Linked DNA regions of Mus musculus: region 1 is linked to region 2. The links are chromatin contacts, called in public promoter capture Hi-C maps. All regions are on one chromosome and are shown on one strand. Each heading gives the region's core, a stretch centred on a gene start, on an enhancer-like site or on the middle of the called end of the contact. The rest is flanking DNA. Distances are from core to core; before and after follow the strand shown.

Region 1 (3,020 bases), core at 127-2,626, 160 kb after region 2:
AAAGTAGCAGGGAGGGGACAGTTGTAGACTGGGGCGAGGGAGCATTTGAGCGGTGGGGTTATGTGGCGGTATCCTAGGCAAAGTGTCCCGGGTAGAGTGCTGTGAACACATAGGGCCAAGAGGCTGACCAGTAACTCTCAGCGAGGCTTCCCCACCCCCACCCCACCCCCAGCGCCCTTGACCTCAGCATCTTGTATACTTTCTCCTTCCCCACTCTACTCTCCCTCCTGCCAGAGGGCATCTCTCATGGCCTGTCTGCCTCAGGAGTCGGCACACTGGGGGGCTGTAGGTTTGCCCCCTTAGTCTTTTAACCTCCCCATTTCCCAGGCATAGGCTAGGCAGGATCATCCCCTATCAGACTTCACAGCCCTAGCCTGACTTCCAGGCTCCTCTGAGAGCTTGCTTATCTGGGGTAGAAGGCCTGGGGTGGGGGAGGGGGCTTTCTGAACTGAGCCAGGCCCGCACCTGTCCTCCTCCTCCTCTAAGAAGGGGTGGGGTATTTTCATGCCTTGCCTTGGGGCAGTTACACTGGCCCCAAGCCTGTTCTACCTCCACCTTGGTCCCAGCTCCTAGGTCGCTCTTCTGTCTCCCTGGCCAATGGGGTCCCCAGCAGTAGGTCCCCCACAAGGTCACTGAGCCCTGCAGGTTAGTTCTTAAGAACACTCTGAAAGCAGTGACCAGGCACCTGGTCCCAAACTGCTTGGTTAGCTTTGAGCTCCATGGCCTGTGGGAGTATGTGCGCGTGGCCCTACCTTTTGACTGCAGCCATATAATTAGCTCTCCTGTAATAGCCATTCCTCATGGACGCCTTTATAAGCCCCTCAATTCTGGAGTTAGTCATACATGGGGGTCAGCTCTGAGTTCTGCCGCTTCCTATGCAGTGGTGACCGTGGGTAAGTTGCTTAGTCTGTGGCCTGGTTTCCTCTGTCAGGTAGGTGTGTTCTGCCTGGCCTCTCAGGTGGCCTCCGCCTGAGCTGATGTGTAGTGTTTACCCTGAGCACACAAACAACAGAGGTGGTCAGAACCTGGTCCCCACATTTTCCTGAGGTTCTCTGGAGGACGATTCACCCTCAGTGATTTGATGTTTCTACAGTGAGCCTAGACAACTTGAACCAAAACATTTAAAACGTATCAACAGGTACATTCAGGGGGTCTGGAACAGTGCTGGTCACAGCAAGTGCTCCGACGGCCACTTGGGTAGGTAGCCTGCACCGAGTGTTCTGCCCTCCTGACCAAGTGGGGCATGTCCCCTCTTTCCTGCCACTCACCACTTTGCCGTGTCACTTTGAGCTCCTGTGGGGTCCTTAGTACAGATGGTCCTGGTCCCTTCTTGTCCCTTCCCTAGAGTCCGCTGGTCTCTTTCCTTTCCCAGGGAGTCATTCCCAGCTTCCTGTGCCTTCTGACCTAGTGACCTCGGCTGGGGAGGGGAGCGCCTGCACCCCAGGAGCCGTAGCTGCTGATTTACGAGCTTGCACCACCCTCCCCCACGGCTGGAATGTTCAGCTAGCCAGCTCAGCTGTCTTCAGAGGCAGAGATGGCCGAAGTCTGGGGCCTGTTTTCACTCCAGTCCCAGGAGCCCCCAGTACTTGATGCCCCATGCTTGTTCTCTGGCTTGTTATGGGACCTCAGGTGGGTACCCAGACTTTCCCACCAATCCCCACGCCCCACCCCACCCATCCCCACGAGTGGGAGGCTCTGCAGTGGTCTTGCTTCCCTAAAAATGTGAAATCCCTAGTCTCTCTCCCCTCCCCCACTGCAAATCATGACCTTTTGATTGTCCCCAAAGGGTGACAGTTCCCCAGGGACTGGTCCCTGGTGTTTGGTTTGGAAGTGGCTTGTCCTGCTGATCTTTGCATTTGCAGGGGATGTGGCTCTATCCGCAGCCAGCAACTGGGGAGCCCCAGTCTTAAATCCAGAGTCTTTTCATAAGCAAAGTCTTGGCCCTTTAATTGATTGATTACAGAGCTGAGGATGAAGGGCCTTGTACACTGCCACCAAGTGCTCTGCCTCTGAACTGTACCCACCCCTGCCCCCAACCTTCAGGCTATCTTTCCAGCCTCGGTTTAGATAAGAAGCACCCCCCCTTCCCCAGTGGAGGCTGGGTGTCCCGTCCCTGCTCCAGCTTAAGTACTTAGCACACTTTGTCGGCCTGTCTACCTGACCCTACATGCAGCGTTCAGCGAGCTGGCGGCTATGTTTGCTTTCTCTTTCCGTCTAGAGTGGAATGAAGGAAGCCATTTCTGTAATGGCCTGAGTGAGCCCCTGTGTTCCTAGGAACATGCCCAGTGCCAAAGATGGTCAGCAGGAGACTGCTACTGGGCGCTGAAAGTCAAACCACCCACTCACAGCCCCTCCCCCAAGGAGAGTACAGAAATAGTTTCCCCCCTTGGGCTGGGAATGCTTTCTATGGTCGATGAGTGGCTTGGGGGTCTTGAGCTGTTTTCTTTATTCGGTACAGATAGAATGTCTTCTCTTGATTTGGGCTCCGCTGTGGCCCTTAAGAAAGGCCTCCTTAGGGAGTGGCAGGAAATAGGGTCTCACTTTGTACCCTTCATGGCTTTAAACCCTTGATGCTCTGTTTCCCCAGTGACCTAGGTTACACGTGTGCCACCATGCACATCTGAAAAGGAACATTTCTAGATGCCCAGTCAGAGCTCAGGGAGCTAGCTGGGAATTAGCAGCAAGGCAGATCTAGGATTAACCTAGAGAGCCCACAGCCTCATAGGACCAGACCTGGTCCCCAGCACCACGGGGCTTGGCTATGTGAGTCTTTGATGGGCTCCTTGCCCATCTTACCCCGACCTGGGTATTCCTGCTAAAACTGCCCCAGGTCCTTCCCCTGCATGTCCAGTTGAGGCACCGATCAAGAAATTCCACAGGACAGCCCCGCTTCTGCCAACCCACTGCACGGAGGGAGGCTGTGAAGTTTCTCTTTCTGGATTTTTATGTTTTTTTTTTTCTTTCAGAAAACAGGTTAACAATTAAGCTAATTAACCACAGGGCCTGCTGGCTCTCTTTGT
Region 2 (3,125 bases), core at 185-2,684:
GTGAGGAGACAGAGACAGGGAATTGGACCACAGTGCGCAGGCTTTAAAGGGCAGAGCGAAGACTCAGTGTTTCTGACGCCCCTGGCTGGCATCTGGCCACAGACCTGAGAGGCTCAAGGGTATTAGGAAGCCCAGGTTACTAAGCAAGCACTCACGGCAGCAAACCAGGCAAGGTGAGAAATCTCAGGGCTGAGGCAGCTCAGAGGTGAAGAGCACTGGCTACTTGGTCCTCAGTTCTCAGCACCCACATGGTGGTTTACAACCCCGTGTCTACAACCTCCAGACTAAGGGCATCTGACACCTTCTGAACTTGAATGTAGTGGGCACATATGCATATATGTAGACAAAACACAAACATAAATAAATCCTAAAGTTTTAAAAATGAGAAATTGACTAGGCAGAGGTAATTCTATGTGTTTTAAAGTCTCCACAGCTAACATTAAAAACACATATGCAGTGTCTAAAGAATCTAAATTTGCTTCTCTCCCCAACAACCCCTCCACACCCACCCCATGATGGGGACGGTGCCCAGGCCTTGACCACAGCAGGCAACTGCTCTGCTGCTGAGGTGGATGCTCAGCACTCTCCTCGCTTTACCCACTCACTGCCCACACACCAACTAACCCAATCCTACTTTACTTTCTGTCTGGGAGTATGGCTGTGACCCAGTGTGTTTTACTAGGATTGGTTCACAGGAGCTTGTGTACCTGTCAGGGCCCACAGCAATGACCAGAATACACCTCCATTCTTAGCAACCATTCACATAAAGTCTCAGGGCAGGGTAGCCCATATAAACCCTTTCCACCATACACATATTCCCCCTCCTCCTCTATTTATTTGCTTTATGTGTATGAGGGCTTTGCCTGCACATATGTATGTATGTATGCATGCATGTATATTCACAGTGCCTAAGGAGGTCAAATAAGGACAACAGAGCCTCTGGAGCTGGAGTTACAAACAAATATGAGTGCTTGGAACCAAACCCAGGACCCCTGCAAAAACAAGGGTTCTTAACCATTAAGCCATCTCTCCAGCCTTTTGACACTGCTTTAAAGAAAAAAAAAGATGCAGCATGCTTTGAAACTGCCTTTAAAATATATCTCTGAATGCTCCACTTTAACTAATATACCCTAATTCACGTTGTGTCTTGTCACACCAAAAAAACAGACACCTAAGGTTTGCAAGACCATGAGCACATACCCTTTCATGAGGAAAACAGGCATGAAAATTCAGACTGTCACAACCCTTCTTCAGAGTTTCTCAGGAGGAACTCTAGACAAACATAAGTCCTGCCTGCAAGTTAAATTACACCTCCTTTTACTGCTGAAGTAAAGGCAGTCCTGCTAATTACCACATTTAGGGCCTCCTGCAGGCAGCTGCAGGGCCAGAAGGCTTGGAAGGAACAAAGTTCCTGACAGGCTGGGGGCAGGGCCAGCGGAGACCACACTGTACTTGGCATGTCCCAGATACAAGAAGCCTCTCTGCTCTGTAGTCTACAGCTCTCTCTGAGCACCCACACACGGGGAAGTGTAGAAAACTAGCACTTTGGGTGCAGAGAAACTGTCACAACCCACAGAGAAGACAAGGATCTGAAACACTAATAACAGGAGGTGTTAATGCAAATAGTGGTGTGGCAAACCCTCAATTCAGGGTCACAAGAACAACAGCCTGATCTCATGTCTACCTCAGAGGGAACTGTGTGTGCCATTCCATGTGCTCGGTGGGCTGTGGTGACCAGCACCAGTAACTCCCGCTTGACTGAAATGACAAGTAGTCTCCCAAATTACAAGGATCAGACAGTGTGATCAACTAAGATGTGGCTACTGTGTCCAGCTGCTTACAACAGAACCACACGCAGCCTTTGTAATCCTTCCTTCACACAGAAGAGGGTTTTGTGTCATGAATGTCTATTTTTAGGAGCCTTCGTTCACTTTTCATCATTGAGTTTCTAGCCTACAGCACCAGGAGGGAAAAGAGTTGATCTGGTTTGTAAAATCGTGCTTCCATGGCCTTCTGTGCTTTAAGATTTCCAGTGGCCATTTTTCCCCCGGCCTTATATTCTCAAACTATTACAGTTTTCAGGTATGGAGTAGAATGTATTGGGATGTTAAGTTTAACTTTTATTCACCTGAAGCAATTGTCTGCTAACCTAGGTCTAGTCTTGGAAGTTTCTAGAGGATCGCCACCCCAAGTTCAAGGCCAACGGGAGCTACCTGAAGACACTATCTCAGTACCAACACACACACACACACACACACACACACAAACACAAACACACACGGGCGGGGAGTGGGGGGAGACACTCCTACATGAACTGCTGCTTCAGGGTGGGGACAAATGTCTACACGTAGTTTTTGTTTTATTTACAATTGAAAAAAAAAAATGGCTCCAACAGCTTAAATACATGTTTTCAACAGATAGTCAATACTCACCTCCAAACCATGGGAATAGAGGTGTTTTTGTTGTTTGGGTTTGTTGTTGTTGTTTGTTTGGTTTTTTTGGGGGGGTGGCTTTTAAATTTTGTTTTGCTTTGTTTCAGAAAGACATGTTTCTCTATGTATCCCTGGCTGTCCTTGAACTCAGAGATCCACCCGCCTCTGTCTCTGGGTGCTGGGATTAAAGGTGTGCGCCATCACTGCCCAGTGGGAATCAGTTTTTACATATGTTTGGAACAATCTTGGTAATTTTAAACTCACCACCACACACAGTTCTCACCACCTACACAGTAGCTCACAACCAGCTACAACTCTAGTTCCAGGTCAGAAATCCTCTTCTGGCCTCCTGGGCACTCCATGTGGTGCACAGACAGACACACAGGTGAAATACCCATATGCATAGTAAGTACATTTTCAAGAGCTAAAGACGTGGTTCCGAGGTTAAGAGCTCTTTTTGTCCTTGTTGAGAACCAGGTCAAATCCCAGCACCCACCCGTAGTTTACAATTATCCATGGCTCCAGCTCCTGGAGACCCAACACTACCATTCATATTTGTTATATTTATCATATATGTGTGTGTCTATACACACACACATACATATATATAAATCTAGAAAAATTTAAAGATTCTTCACAAAAATCTAAACAACAACAACAACACTATAAAGAAACAGTAAGTATGTACTGGAG

Evidence for each region. Capture Hi-C pulls out chosen DNA fragments and counts their contacts.
Region 1: a contact with region 2 is called in a promoter capture Hi-C map of liver, with 1.9 times the contacts expected there. The contact joins two enhancer-like sites. A contact is called at or near these places in 1 of 39 promoter capture datasets (embryonic stem cells), 4 of 115 datasets of contacts at active chromatin or transcription factors (the 230-238 cell line, double positive thymocytes and embryonic stem cells) and 3 of 9 other capture datasets (adipose tissue, liver and pancreatic islet).

Annotation. Positions count from the first base shown.
Region 1 is chr11:115,831,290-115,834,309 of GRCm38.p6, forward strand. All of the region lies in intron 1 of Llgl2 (LLGL2 scribble cell polarity complex component), which reads left to right. Among named protein-coding and RNA genes, the nearest start is that of Llgl2, 8.7 kb to the left of the region's middle. Within about 2 kb of position 1,377, at least 73 of the 459 cell types and tissues checked have an H3K27ac peak or open chromatin away from gene starts, as enhancers often do. A contact at or near this core is called in liver, where this site is marked.
Region 2 is chr11:115,669,192-115,672,316 of GRCm38.p6, forward strand. The region is part of intron 2 of Grb2 (growth factor receptor bound protein 2); the gene reads right to left. Among named protein-coding and RNA genes, the nearest start is that of Grb2, 38 kb to the right of the region's middle. Within about 2 kb of position 1,435, at least 82 of the 459 cell types and tissues checked have an H3K27ac peak or open chromatin away from gene starts, as enhancers often do. A contact at or near this core is called in liver, where this site is marked.